5 separate regions of the Mus musculus genome follow, and all the other regions are linked to region 5. A link is a contact called in public HiCAR-type and promoter capture Hi-C data. All regions are on one chromosome and are shown on one strand. Each heading gives the region's core, a stretch centred on a gene start, on an enhancer-like site or on the middle of the called end of the contact. The rest is flanking DNA. Distances are from core to core; before and after follow the strand shown. Region 1 holds the start of Myh3 (myosin, heavy polypeptide 3, skeletal muscle, embryonic). Region 2 has its middle 75 kb from the start of Pirt. Region 3 holds the start of Tmem220 (transmembrane protein 220). Region 4 holds the start of Adprm (ADP-ribose/CDP-alcohol diphosphatase, manganese dependent). Region 5 holds the start of Dnah9 (dynein, axonemal, heavy chain 9).

Region 1 (2,700 bases), core at 165-2,664, 910 kb after region 5:
TGAGAAGATGTGACTTCACTGTGGCCTGATGTCTAGCTAACCACAGGCATCAGAGAGCCTCAGCGTGGCCTCTCTGCTATGAAATTGCCTAAATCTTGGAAGGGAATGTGTGAAGGCTGTATGACTCATTGCCCACAAAATGGTTTATGTTGGGGAAAGACTATCTTCCGATTCCACTCTGCCTTTTTGAAGAGTCCTCAATAGGAAAGAACATACAGAGGATGTTTAATAATGGTCCCTATGGCCGGGCGGTGGTGGTGCATGCCTTTAATCCCAGTACTTGGGAGGCAGAGGCAGGCAGATTTCTGAGTTCGAGGTCAGCCTGGTCTACAAAGTGAGTTCCAGGACAGCCAGGGATACACAGAGAAACCCTGTCTCGAAAAAAATAATGGTCCCTATGAAGACTTTGGTCCTGCTTTCTCCCTTCTTCCCTTACCAGTGTATGGGTAGGCTGTAAGAGGACAGTCCATATTCTCAAATGGGATGTATTGGCATGAAGTTCTCTATTAAATGAACAACCATGACCCCATACAACTCAGACCCTCACCACAAAGACTGGACCAGGAAAGAGAGGAATGGAAATGGACAAAAATGTCAACTGTACCTTAATTCTCTTGTTAAGGTTTAATTTTCCAGTCCTGATTTAGAAATGACAGCATCTGTTAGGCGATACCCATCCCCCCTTTCTCTTCAGGCCACTACCGTTCCCCTCGCCCCCTATCTAGGCTGGCAGCTGGCCTTTCCTAATTGGTAATATGTCTTGATAACCACAGGCCCCTAAGCAGCTGTCACTGTGAACATGGGCTGGTGGCATAGCTCCCTGTCATTTACTTGCTTGTTGGTCCTGCTAGTGCTTAAGAAAGGATTAAGTAAATAATTATAGTAATGAGACAGAAAGTAATGAGGGGAAGGAGAGAGATGGAGAAGGAGAAAAAAAAAACTATAATCCAACTGCACAAGTTTTACAGAGTTTGGCTCATAACCGTGAGGGGACTTCAACAAGTTCAATTCTACTTTATCTTCGATGAGCTTTCTAAGCAAATAGCACAACTGTGTGTCCCCTGTTCCCAAGTGGTAGTGGCTTCAGCTGATTTCAGGGTGGGATGGCCTGCAGGATGGAGCCAGGTAGGGGCTCCTAAAGCAAAGGAGATCCCATTGTGCTAGGTGGAGAAGCTACAGCCCTGAGTTCACAGAGCAAGGCATCTCAAATTCCCAGCTTTCTACAGTTGGAAAAAATGGTTTCGGACCCTGCTCATTTCTATATATACTTTTCCCTTGGCAACGGCGAAAAATACGTGTGGAGGGGGCCAGTTCTCAGCCTGTGGTGTCAGTCATTCTCTTTCCAAATATAGAGGAAGAATGAGCCCAGGGGGTTAGTGGTGGCCTATAAAAGCCCAGGGGGCAGCTCTCCTCTATGCTTCTCTCTGTCACAGTCAGAGGTAAGTCTTACACTTTCCTAGTATCTCTGTGGCATTTACTGCTTCTAGACCTGATTCGGCCACTGCCCTGGACTGTGGCCCTCCCTGGCTTTGTTATAGCAGGCAAGCCTCTTTTCTCTTCTCAAGGCGTTCTCAAGGAATACAGTAGAGTGAGATGCGAGACCCAAGAGCCCAGCATCCCACTGCCTCTAGCAGATCATCGAAGCTGGGGTCCTGCCCACCCTTTCTTTTCTCTGCTTGGGAAGGATCCTGTTGGACAGGCATGGGCCTGTCCACCATGGCTCCATGTTCTCCTGTTGCCTCTCTGATCCACAGAATGAACAGGGGACTCTGTGTTTCCTACCTGGACGCTATACCTGCTGGGTGTTTAGTGGCCTCAAGACTACATGTTTGCTTAACAGGTTTAAATTAGCCAATCTCAGCATCGTCTCCATTTTCAGATAACCAGGAGGCCTGTCCCCACCCGCTAACAGAAGCTTTTATTGGCAGGGACTCAGTCCATTTAGAATCCCTGCCCTGTTCACAATGAAGGATCTTGCAGTCTGAAGAAATTGTCAGAGTGGGCTGGAGGAGCCAACCTGCCAGGCAGTTGGTAGTTATGCCTAGCTGTAGACTATGATCTGTCTGCAGTCCTAGGGCTTGCCTCAGAGCTAAGGATCTTTCTGACTGTCTAGTCCTTTGTGTGTCTTAGTTGAGCCTCACCAAGGTCTGGTTCGTCACAGAAGCAGACATCACGGTGGCCACTAAACTCTGTGTGCATGCTCTTGCAGGTCCCATACGTCCACAACTGCTGCTGCTCTCTGCTGTCCTGCAGGTGTGACTCAGGTGAGCATTGGGGCCACATCCCAGAGCTTCAGGAAGTCTTCAGGTAAACCCAGATCACCCATTGCCCCCTCATGCCTGTGCCCCCGAGGAGTTACAGAGCTTAACGGAGAAGTGCAGGCTTCATCCTCAGGGGTGCGGCTAGAGGTTCCCATCTATTCTCTATGGTGGTTTGTTGTTCCTTTGTTTTTTGAGACAGGATCTCACTGTGTAGCCCCAGATGGCATTGAACTCTCTAGGTAGACCAGGCTGGCTTCAGACTCACAGAGATCCACCTGTCGCAGCCTCCGAAGTTCTGGGACTAAAGGCATAGACCACCATGCCTGGCCTTCAGTCTATTCTTAGCATGGGAGGCAGAAACCATGTCGATTCAAAACAGTTCAAAGCTGTCTCTGCCATTTTCTGCTTAGTATTCTCTCTTTAAGGAATTCTTTTACCT
Region 2 (2,712 bases), core at 107-2,606, 670 kb after region 5:
AAGCTATTTCAAGGTGCTATAGGCAGGGGCAGGATTAGCCTGGCATACGGGATGATGTTCCTGTCAGCCTGAGGGATCGCTAGAGTTACATGTAAGATGGAGAGTTAGAAGGTAGAAGGTGGTGGTCAGAGCTATGTGAAATAGAGTTGCTGGAAATGTCATTAGTGACCATGAATAACCAAATAAATCGAAATGGAAGGTCGGAGCTGACTAATTCCAGTAGAGGAAATAGTCCCCTGAGGCAAGGTCCTCTTTAGTGCAAGAAGAAATTAGGTGTCCAGAGAGGAGGCTGAGAACAGACATTTTGCAAGAAAAGAATCCAAAATTCCAGAGGTCACAGCAGATGACGGTCTTGAGTTGGGGGTGAGTGGTAAGAGAGTGGGGTTATGATGTGCCAGACTCACCCTAACCTGTGAATACAGGGTTTTGATATCAGTGGACATAATGAGGCTAGAGGAAGAGATCAGAGTAGCTGTGAAAGGCTCTGGGCAAGTATTCGTGGTAGGTCTGAAAGTGTGAAGGTGCTAGCGGTGGGTATCTGTGGCTGACTGGGACTCCTGGAGTCACACAGCTCCTTCCTGACCCCTGTCACTGTGGATAGTTTCCTGGGTAGGTGAGATCACAGACCACAGCACAGGGATCACTTGACCCCAACTGAGAGAAATGTCATCCTTCCTTTACCTCAGTTTCCTCCTGAAAACTGAGGCCTAATCATAACTACTTAGAAAATTAAAATGATAATGAACCTGTGAGATAATAAATGCAAAAGGAATGAGTACCATAAGCTTAGCCCATCTGACAGTTCTCCTCTTAAGCGCGGGTCCATGGGGAGAATGCACTATTAATTTAATTGACAGAAGAGTAATGTTGGAGGAGAAAAATGGAGACATGATTGGTTCCTATGCTAAGTGCCTGTGTGGCCTAGGCATACAGTGGAAGGTCTACCAGCTGGGCTTCTGTCAATAGGCTACTGCTCTCCAAATGGAAGCTAATCAAAGTGCCCAGGAGGAATTATTCAGTCTCTGTAGGACTGGTCCAGGAATCCACACTTTTTAAGTGACATAGATTCCAACTGGTGGCTTACTAAATCTTGTTGATTGATTGGGGAGGCATCAAGGGGCTGGAGCCTGGCTGATGGTTCTGTATTGATTGTGGCACTTAGCCAAGTTATTAAGTGGTTGGAGATAGGGGGTTATATGGCATGAGTCTACATTCCCTCCCAGCCCTCTCCTTCCTCCACATTTCAGCTTAAATGACAGCATTTCCCAAAAGGATATTAGCTCCCATGGACAAAAGAGCTGAATGCATTAAGCAAGGCAGGCTTTGCTGCATGCATTGAATTCCTGCTGTGTGAGGTGCCTGGGCTAAACTCAGCCCCTCTTAGAAACTTGAGAGGCATGCAGCTTGGGCTTTGTGGGAAGAAGCCAAGAAGTCACCTTCAGGAAGGACTTTTTTTTTTTGCTTTGAGTATATCTAGGATCTGTCTTCTTAGTATTGATAAAAATCAATAAACCTACTAAGAAATAAACCTACTAAGGAAGAAAAAAGAAAGGAGGAAAGAAAGAAAGAAACAAAGAAAGAAACAAAGAAAGAACGAAAAGGAAGAAAGAGGAAGGAAGAAAGAAAGAAAGAAAGAAAGAAAGAAAGGAAGGAAGGAAGGAAGGAAGGAAGGAAGGGAGGAAGAGAAAGAAAGAGAAAAGGAAAGAAGGAAGGCTAGAAAGAAAAGACCAAAATTGTTATACATAAATTAAAGGCTAAGGCTGGAATGAGAACTTATGGGAACTTTTGTATAATATCTTAACCTCATTATCATATCTTATCCAATCTGTCTTGTTGATCTTGTCTACAGAGAAAATGCCCCAGATCAGCTCCCACAATTACTATGGGTCTAACAACTATATTGTAAGATGTATATACAGATCTTCTCCTTAGCTTTCTTCTGGGAAATACAAACTATGCTTCAGAAAGGTCCCTCTTCTTTAGAGTGTCAGTATACGGATATACAGGGGAAAATCCCCATTCAAGACAAGGAACAAAGAGGTCAAGCAAAAAAGAAAAAGAACCCTTCTATATGTCCCTGTTACTTGCTTCTAGTTAAAATTCCTTGACTACCAAAAGGCTCCAAGACTTCCTATCTTTCTTTCTTGTAAGGTTTATTTTTATCGATGCTAAACAGACAGAATCTAGATATACTACAAATATAAAATGGTCGTTCACAGATAATTCCAACTTTACCCTAATCTCTTGCTCTTCCTACTGTGATGGTTTGCATATGCTTGGCCCAGGAAGTGGCACTGTTTGGAGGTGAGGCCTTGTTGGAGTAGGTGTATCACTGTGGGTGTGGGCTTCAACTTCCTTGTCCTAGCTGCCTGGAAGCCAGTCTTCTTCTAGCAGCTTTCAGATTAAGAAGTAGAGATCTCAGCTCTTCCTCCATCAAGCTGCCATGCTCCCACCTTGATGATAATAGACTGAATCTCTGAAGCTGTAAGCCAGCCCCAATTAAATGTTGTTCTTTTAAGAGTTGACTTGGTCATAGTGTCTGTTCACAATAGGAAAGCCTAACTAAGGCACCAACCCTTGGGAAGACTCTTTTACAGGCTGAAGTTCAAGAGAGAAGGGTATGATGCAGATCATGTAAAATTCACAGACTCACATAGAGAAATGTAGGGGTTGGAACTGAGGAGGGAAGTAAAGAGAAACCCATGGTTAGCT
Region 3 (2,713 bases), core at 118-2,617, 860 kb after region 5:
ACCCACGGAGACATCTCCTTCCCCACACCCTGCCAGAACATATTCTTATAGCTCTTTCTTTTTTTATGATCACAACAAAGGTGGCCCTCAACCATAAAATTATTTTTGTTGCTATTCATAATTGTAATCTTGCTACTGTTATAAATCATAATGCAAATCTGCTTTCTGGTGGTCTTAGGGGAACTCTATGAAAGGGTCCTTTGGCCCCCTCGAAGGGGTCGCGACCCACAAGTTGAGAAGTGCTGCTCTAAAGGCTGCCCTTGAATGGAAAACACTTCTGAGAAGTTGATCTTTTTCTTCTTTTAGTTAAAAGGAAAGCAGAACAGTCAGGCACCCAAAATGCAGGATTTGAGGTGACAAAGACTATTTAGAATAACAATGATTCGGTCTATGCATGTGTAAATGAGCCCAAAGAAGAGCTACTCCGTAGCTTACACAACAGGAAACTGGCTGAAATAAGTGAGCAGAGAGCTGCCAATACTTCCAAGTCTTCCCTTTCTAAGAAATGCATAGCAAATGAGTGTTGGAAACGTTGGTTTTGCAGATGGGTTAGAAATATAAATATGTATAATACATAAATAAATATCTTATATGATGAGAGCACGTGAAGGTAAAGGGAGCTGCCTCTGGAACTCACTTCAGAAATGTCGCAATGTTTTCCTCCCTCTGGAAGCACGGGAGCTTTAAAAAGAAGCACTTAAATACTAATTCCAGCACTATTTAGGACTATGAATGTGTAAATGAGACCAGACTGTGAGTTTGAAGTTAGTGTGTTTTATATAGTGAGTTCCAGGACAGCCACTGGACCCTTTCACAGAAAACGGAAAAACAAAAACAAAAACAAAACCTAACCAGAACACGCGCGCTAGCGCGTCCTTTTTCTTTTCCTTTCTCTTCTTCATTTGCGTTTCTGGTTTGTTCTGTTGTGTTTGTTTTGTTTCTTTCATTTGCTTTGTTTGTTTGTTTGTTTGTTTGTTTTGTTTTGTTTTTTCGAGACAGGGTTTCTCTGTGTAGCCCTGGCTGTCCTGGAACTCACTTTGTAGACCAGGCCTGCCTCTACCTCCCGAGTGCTGGGATTAAAGGCGTGCGCCACCACGCCCGGCTTCATTTGCTTTTTTAATGAGAGAAAGAATAAGGGAAAAGAAAGGCACATGCCAATGATACACTTTATCCACTAGAGAGCGCCGCAAGACCGTTCTAGACCTGAGGAGGGCGGGGAGGGAAGAAGGGCTCGCCTCGCCCTTGTATCCCCGCTCCCGCTGTCTGAGCCCTGCCCCTTGTCCCTCCCCCACCTACTACGCCCCGCCCCTCCTGGGTACCGCCCCGCTAGCCCAGCCTCGCCCTCTGGCCACGCCCCTCTGGGGCCTGTCCTGCTCCTCCGGCTTCCAGGTCATGGCGCCAGCAGTGGCTACTTGGGCTCCCGGCTTGTGGCGGGCCTGCAACGCACTCATGGCAGCTTTCTTCGCCCTGGCCGCTGTGGTGCAGGTCAGGCGGGCTGAGGAGGGCTGGCAGAGGGACCGCGAAGCCTGGGCGACCAGTTCTCAGGGTGGAGCCGAATTGGGACCCACAGAGTCCTTTCAAGCAGAAAGAACATGGATGAATATGTGTAGTTAGGCAACGCACTCAGAGCTTGACCTAGCGGCCCCGCGTGCAAGTTTGTGCAGCCGGTCACTTAGAAAGGGGCCCAGAACCGCAGCTCTGACACCTTTTCGAATCTTCAGCCTCAGTGAGATGGGTTTTAGCGCCTGGGAGGAAAGTGGAAATAGAATAGACAGCATCCTTACCCTTCCTAGACCTCTTCCTGATCATCCTCAGGGTGACTGCCCTCGTATCTTGGGACCTAGGATTTTCATATACACTATAATAGTTCTTAGGAAATCCCAAGCAGTTATTTTCAAAAGATGCATGGCTGGGTGGTTAGATCTACCTGTTGTGTTCAACCGAGAGGAGAGTCCCTGCTGCCATCGGGATGTGCAGACTGCTAAACTAGCTCATGGTGTTATGTACCCTGAGCCCATTGTAGCGCCTAGTTCTTCGCAATGAATAGTAAACACAAGGCCAGACCAGACAGAGGATACATGGATCTAATGTGAGCTAACACCTTGACGTTTTGACATTCTAGGTAAACGATCCAGATGCAGAGTTGTGGGTGGTGAGTATGAGCTACTTGCAAAACGTTCCTCCATTTGACACGACTACACTCTGATCCTGGGACTCTTGTCTAAAACCCAGAAATTAATACCTCTGTGAGCTCATGTCCCTAATTTTTCGCATCGGAGGGGGAAATCACTCTGATCATATAACTGATGGAGATGTGAATTCTGAACTTTCTGTAGACACGAAAGTCTTTCTGCAGAGAGAGCTTATACCAGCGACTCCCACTTCCCATGACTACACCGGGCATGACAGTAAGAGCTCCTGTCTTTGCTAAGGACTTACAACATGCTAGTCATTTGACATACATTATGCTAACCTTTATGACAGCCGTAACAAGGATGTGTGCCGGTTATATCCATCTGTGACTTTTGTTCTCAGACAACAATAGACCGTCTTGGAGGCAGACTGCACAGTATCACTGAGAAACTCATTCTTGGGTTTGGGGACAGTGTTCACTGTATAGAGAGCAGTGAGTGAGAACACCAGGAATGCAGAGCTGAGTTCTAGCCTGGTTTGAATGTTGGTGCAGTAGAACCATGGCCTGAAACTGCTTGTT
Region 4 (2,700 bases), core at 126-2,625, 880 kb after region 5:
GAAATTTTACAAACAAAGACTATAAACTTTATTTGCACTAAACATGTCCCAAGGCCCTTGTGTAACCCTACCCAAGGTACCCCTGGAGCCAGCCTATAATCTATTACCCAGAAAAATGAGATTAAAAGAAAAAAGTTGTTTGACGATCTTTTAAGATGTACCTTCAGAAGCCACCCAAATTATATATACTGTTATAAAAACATTAAAGTGTGACTCCTGAAAAGCCCATGCTTTTGGGTGTGTACTCTCCTCCTAAGCATCTCTCTATTCATCTATGCTCTTCAATTTGTGTTAAAATCTTTTCATAAACTTCAACAATGATTTGTTTTATAAAAAAACAAAAAACAAAAACTTCTAGTAACTTTGAGTATAAATTTCATGAGATTGCTGATCAACCTGGCCGAGGCAAAACAAGAATCACTGAACTATATTACTTACGGTGTTAGAGAGCAGCCCGATAGATCAAAAAAGCCAAGCACGGAGAAGAACAGTATCATGCTCCAATGCAACAATCCCTGAAGCAATGCTGGGATCCCCTTGGAGTTTAAAAAAAAAAAAAGTGCTTTAATTAAAGGACGGATGTTGTTATACACAACACCACAGGGCGGGGTGGGGAGAGAGGGGCAAAGGTGAGAAAACAATGAGGTGGAGATCATTTGCTCAGCGCGTGCACTGCAAATAATAAACAAACAAAACGAATACGACTTAAAATTTCTCAAGGAACAACAACAAGAAAGTGTAGCTGTAGCCAACTAAGCAGTCCCAAATGAGGAAACCTTCAACACAGTTTAAAATCTGAGACAGGTTGGGTAGGTGGGAGACCTTTTAAAGAAATGAGCCACGGAGACTAAAAGAAGGATGGGTATGACGCAGCACACACCTTTGCAGTGCCTTCCTTATTAGCAGGCGGCTTGTATTACAGTTAGAAGCGCTGCCACTTTGGTCTTAAGTCATCTTACTATCCTAGACACTCAAAGTCTTATTTATTATTTCTTCCAAGTCATGGGTTATTATGGTTATTTCAAAAGTTATGGGATGACTTCTAATTTGGGGTCCGAGACCTCGCAGTTCCACCCGGCCGGTTTTTAGACCGGGCAGTAGGAAGGGATCCCCTAGTCCCTTGCAGCTGGGAGGAGCGAACCCGGCTAGAAGACCCAGGGCCACCTCGTCCCACTGCGATGTTTGTGTTTTCCAGCCGCCGCCAGGCCCAGGCCAGGATCCCAAGGAACCATCTCCCAAAGCTCGCCGCCCACAAGCAGCTCCACCCTTCTCCAATCCTGAGAACCACCTACCGCTATCAGCCGCCGGACCCGGGACTCCTCCACAACCAGAGGGCAAACAGCGTCACCAACGAGCCAAGAGGAAAGAGCGGCCTCCTTCGGCTTCCGGCAGAAGCGGAAGCTCGAGCGGAAATGGAGAGGTGGCCCAAAGGAGGCGCGGTCTCCTAAACTCATGGCAGCACTTGTACGCGCCGCAGTGGTGAGGTCGCAGTGTCGCCAGCTCTGGCGTCTGTTCCCTCGCGGCCATGGGCTCAGGGATGTGGCGGAGAGGCCGAGACCGGAGGAAGCGTGCTCCTGCCTGCGGAGCAGAGCCTTCAGCGCTGGGCCGCCACCGCCGGGGGCCGGTCCGGAGCCCAAGGGCGGTCAAGCCGGGTCTCACCGCCCGAAGCCTGGGGTGAGTGTCCGCATGGAGCCTTCTGGGCTCGGCGCTCTCTGCAGCTTTCCATCTCTGCACCCTGCAAGGTCACATCTCAGGAACTTCCTGGCGTGAAAGGGCCATGGAATCCCTTCCTTGCTTCCTGGTCAGCGATAGTTCCAACTTTGACAGAACTGTTTCCTGGTCCCAGCCTTTACAGAATTTGAGAACCTACTCTCCCTCCGCGCGGTTACAACTCGGGCTTTTGTTCCGGGGGGGGGGGGGGGGGAATCAGCTCTGGACTTTAAAGAGTACAGAGAAATAACACAATGTTAGTTTTCAGGAAGCCCCACTTTTAGGTTTCTTTTGATGTCATTTTGGAAGCCAGTTGGGTAACTTTCCCAGATGTATTTTTATCCTCAGTATCAGCATAAGCCGGTCATCAGTCACTTTTTTTGTTTGTTGAGATCAGGTGTCTTATATCTTAGATTGGCCTAGAACTCTATATGTAGCCAAGAATGACTGTTGAGCTTGATCCCCCTCCCAGGATGCTTAAGATTACAGGTGTGCATTGCCACACCCACTTTTATACAGTGCTTGGCGTGGAACCCATGGCCTTGGGACATGACAATCAAGCACTCAACCAATTAAGTGAGCTTCGCCCCCCCCCCCAGCCCTTAATTAGTTTGTAAATTAACTAGGGCATTTTTTTTTTCTTGGAAACGGGTGCTTTTGCAGTAGATTATAGCCATTACTTATCCCCAAATAACCTGAAGCATTCAGTGTATGCAACTGGTTTGTGTGTATGTACTTGCTGTGAAAATGAAGATAACAAATAGAGTTCTGTTAAGTGTTTGCATCTTACTTGTTTTATTGTTTGAATCTCTGCCCCAGTAGCCTGTTTCTTGGAAGTCTTTAGCTCTCACCTTTGCCATTGGAGGCTCTTTATTGGCTGGAATGAAGTACTTCAAGAAAGAAAAGATAGAAAGTAAGTGGTTACCCCCTGGAGTATTTTTTTTTTCTTTTTAATTATTGTACATGCGCGTGCATGCAGATGTGTGCACG
Region 5 (2,812 bases), core at 173-2,672:
GATCTGATGAGTGTGTTTGGGAAGCATCTCATGGATGGGAATTTATTTTCCATTTCTGTGCCGTTTCCAGGGCACTAAGCATACAGAACGCCACACAGCTAGTATCTGCACACACTCCTTTCACAACTGGCTAGACCTAGAGAGGGCCAGCCTCTAGAAGCACATGTGCTCAACTCAACTACCAGGAAAGCTTTCTTCCTTTGGGAAGGTCTAATGGGTTCAAGATTCTCATCTAACTACCATTGCGAAAATCCTCTGAGCTCTGAAGGCCCAGAGGCTCCACCTGTATCTCTTTTCCCAGAGGTGGGACAGATTCTTCCCAATGCCTGCTGACCAAAAGATACCCAACTGCTGCCAGCCCAAGGCAGTTCCATAAATGTTTGCATGGTAAATGAAGGACATTAAAATCAAAACCAAATCGCCTCCTTCTAAACTTCTTTGCAAAGGTAGATACTATTTAAAGCAGTGCAGCTCCTTCCCATCCAGCAGACAAACTTTAACTCAAAATTCACCACTTTCTTGTCCTTGGCCCTTGCGTGATGACTTACAAAGCTGCCAGGACTCAGGCATTCTTCACACTATGACTTCCTCTTGAACCAACCCCCTGACCCAAAGCTGGTTCATATTGTGGCCTGGCTTTCACCCAGACTTGTCCCCAGCTGGCACCCAGCAGATCACCAACCAGGGTCTTGGTTTACTGGCAGCCCTGCCCTTCCACTCCCTCCCAGGCTGTGCTCCAATCTCAGCCCTTTTTCTTTCAGACTCCACCACAGACTCCTCCTGTGACCCCGCCCACGTACCAATCCCTCTGCAGCGTCGCCCCACCTCTTTGGTTTTGACCCCGCCCCTCATGCACACGCCCCTCTTCCCCCTTCCCTCCCTTAGACTTCGAGCCTCTGCTAGCAAGGGGCCATCCACCCACCCTCACCTCTGAGAGCAGCGGGGCCAGGTGCTCCAGTGGCACCGCGGGTAGGTCCCCGCAGAGCACCGTGCCGCGGAGGCTGTGATTTCCCGGAGGCTCGGACTTAGTGCGCAAGAAAAAGAGCCCCTTGGCGCGAGCTCGGCTGGGCTCTGGTCCTGCGTCTAGACCGGGTGTCACCACCAGGCCCCCGGGCCCGGACTGAACCACCAGCAGTGGCCGCGGATCCGAGGCAGCGTTGTGATCCAGGAAGGCCTGCAGCAGCCTCCCCGCCTCGGCTGTGCCTGCACAGCGCTCCCAGGTGCCCGCGGCCGGACGCAGGCTCCGAGCCACAAAAGTCCCCAGAAGCCGCAGCCTCGGGTCTCCAGGCTCCTCGTCCCCAGACTCCGCCAGCGCTGCCTGCTCCTTGGCGCCGGGCATCGCGTGTTGCCAGCTGCAGCGTCTGTTTCCCTAGCGACGGGGATGCCAGGCCCTCCTGCCTCTGCTCTCCTTATATTGGGCACTGGACTCTAGCTCCGCCCCACTAAGTTAATAAGGTAGGCAGGGGCTGAGAAGGGGCGGGGTCGCGTCGTTGTTGCTGGGAAACTGGTGGAAGCTCTCACATCCAAGCTGGTCTGGTAGACTAGACGTGCTCTGAAGACTACAGGCACAGGCTTGCGTGGGATTCTTTTGTCTAAGGCCAGATTAAAGTCTTCAGACGCCTCCATACACAAAATGAATAGTTCTCTTACTCTGTCCTAAATATATAATTTAAAAAGTTAATCCCAACGCCAAGGATAATACCATGAATGCAATACAATTTTTTTCCCAAGATAACAACTCAAACACTTTCGGAGAATGCTGTTGGATAGAACTTTTTTTTTTTCCTTCAAATTATGAGCTTCCAGCGACACTCGACCTGTTGGTGACACAGGGCTTAATTGTTTCATTTAAATTTGCAATTAAATAAGCATGCGTGTCTAGCAATCACTTCGAATGTCTCCTCTTCAGACATTTATAATAAATTATTGTAAAAAATAATCTCCAGTACCTTGCTTTGCCTGCACCTTCATTTGCCAAAAGGGCAGCTGTGCTGGACAATGGTCTTCCATGCGAGTGGCCCGAGGTCAATTCTTAAATATACTGAAGTGCTTGTAAATATGCAGCGTGCTCCCCTTCTGACCTGGAAAATTATCACTCCTCATAGGTTTGATCCTTCTCCGTGATCAGAATCAATCACTTGGGTCTTTGTATGCGTGTGTGAACGAAGGAATGGATATGTGTGTGTAAAAAGGAAATGGACACTCAGCCAGAGGCCTTCCGGTCTGCAAGAATCTCCTGTCTGCCCCCCCACCCCCACCCCCGATTGTATTACCTCCCAGGGACTGCGGGATTTCTTAGTAAAGTGAATGTTTACATCAGGCTTCAAGGACTATTAACAGAGTAGCACTTATCAAAGGCAGCTTGGCTTAACAAGAACCACCCCCCCAGCCCCGCCCAGGACAACACCAGTGCCTGGAAGCTGAAATGATTTACTGCTCGATAACTGGGACCCAGGGGTTCTGTGATGAAAATGTTTGCATTAGAAAATGGATCTTTGTGTCTATAAAGAGTGTTTTATCATTGCTGCATTAAACAACAAGTGGAGCAATTAAGAAGAAAGGGGCAAAATGAATCTGATAATTGATATTCCCAAAAAGACGTTGGGGGAAAATAGAAATGTCAGAGGATTCTTACATATCTTAATTCCTTCCTTCCTTCCCTCCTTCCTCCCTTGTTTGCCTCCCTCCTTTCCTCTCTTCTTCCCTTCTTCCTATAAGGAGTAGTCATGCCATTTGGGTGGCAGATCTCCATTGTGTTAATCTGCTTATGTTTTATATATAGAGAGAACTCATCTACATTCTATTGGCTCTT

Evidence for each region. Promoter capture Hi-C pulls out the DNA fragments that hold promoters and counts their contacts. HiCAR-type assays count read pairs that join an accessible place to other places.
Region 1: a promoter capture Hi-C map of hippocampal neurons shows a contact between it and region 5, with 4 times the contacts expected there. The contact joins the promoter of Myh3 here to the promoter of Dnah9 in region 5. A contact is called at or near these places in 3 of 39 promoter capture datasets (the 3T3-L1 cell line, embryonic stem cells and hippocampal neurons) and 2 of 115 datasets of contacts at active chromatin or transcription factors (astrocytes and embryonic stem cells).
Region 2: a contact with region 5 is called in a promoter capture Hi-C map of neural stem cells. The contact joins the enhancer-like site here to the promoter of Dnah9 in region 5. A contact is called at or near these places in 9 of 39 promoter capture datasets (cranial neural crest, embryonic stem cells, hematopoietic stem and progenitor cells and 5 more) and 1 of 115 datasets of contacts at active chromatin or transcription factors (embryonic forebrain).
Region 3: a contact with region 5 is called in a HiCAR-type map of astrocytes, with 4 times the contacts expected there. The contact joins the promoter of Tmem220 here to the promoter of Dnah9 in region 5. A contact is called at or near these places in 3 of 39 promoter capture datasets (cranial neural crest, hippocampal neurons and maxillary cranial neural crest), 5 of 484 Hi-C or Micro-C datasets (all in embryonic stem cells), 6 of 115 datasets of contacts at active chromatin or transcription factors (astrocytes, embryonic stem cells and stem cell-derived neural progenitor cells) and 1 of 9 other capture datasets (embryonic stem cells).
Region 4: a promoter capture Hi-C map of stem cell-derived epiblast-like cells shows a contact between it and region 5, with 4 times the contacts expected there. The contact joins the promoter of Adprm here to the promoter of Dnah9 in region 5. A contact is called at or near these places in 4 of 39 promoter capture datasets (cranial neural crest, frontonasal cranial neural crest, second pharyngeal arch cranial neural crest and 1 more) and 2 of 115 datasets of contacts at active chromatin or transcription factors (astrocytes and stem cell-derived neural progenitor cells).

The regions. Positions count from the first base shown.
Region 1 is chr11:67,076,886-67,079,585 of GRCm38.p6, forward strand. It overlaps Myh3 (myosin, heavy polypeptide 3, skeletal muscle, embryonic), which reads left to right and starts at 1,415. Exons shown (of 41, transcript NM_001099635.1): 1 at 1,415-1,439; 2 at 2,254-2,264.
Region 2 is chr11:66,835,850-66,838,561 of GRCm38.p6, forward strand. No RefSeq gene overlaps it. Among named protein-coding and RNA genes, the nearest start is that of Pirt, 75 kb to the right of the region's middle. Within about 2 kb of position 1,357, at least 8 of the 459 cell types and tissues checked have an H3K27ac peak or open chromatin away from gene starts, as enhancers often do. A contact at or near this core is called in neural stem cells, where this site is marked.
Region 3 is chr11:67,023,787-67,026,499 of GRCm38.p6, forward strand. Tmem220 (transmembrane protein 220) reads left to right here and starts at 1,368. Exons shown (of 6, transcript NM_001291042.1): 1 at 1,368-1,485; 2 at 2,123-2,152. The coding sequence starts at 1,393.
Region 4 is chr11:67,051,243-67,053,942 of GRCm38.p6, forward strand. Adprm (ADP-ribose/CDP-alcohol diphosphatase, manganese dependent) reads right to left here and starts at 1,376. Exons shown (of 5, transcript NM_025510.3): 1 at 1,293-1,376; 2 at 439-536. Sco1 (SCO1 cytochrome c oxidase assembly protein) reads left to right here and starts at 1,428. Exons shown (of 6, transcript NM_001040026.1): 1 at 1,428-1,674; 2 at 2,533-2,623. The coding sequence starts at 1,453.
Region 5 is chr11:66,167,129-66,169,940 of GRCm38.p6, forward strand. Dnah9 (dynein, axonemal, heavy chain 9) reads right to left here and starts at 1,423. Exons shown (of 69, transcript NM_001099633.1): 1 at 929-1,423. The coding sequence starts at 1,339. Gm12296 (predicted gene 12296) reads left to right here and starts at 907. Exons shown (of 3, transcript NR_153847.1): 1 at 907-1,455.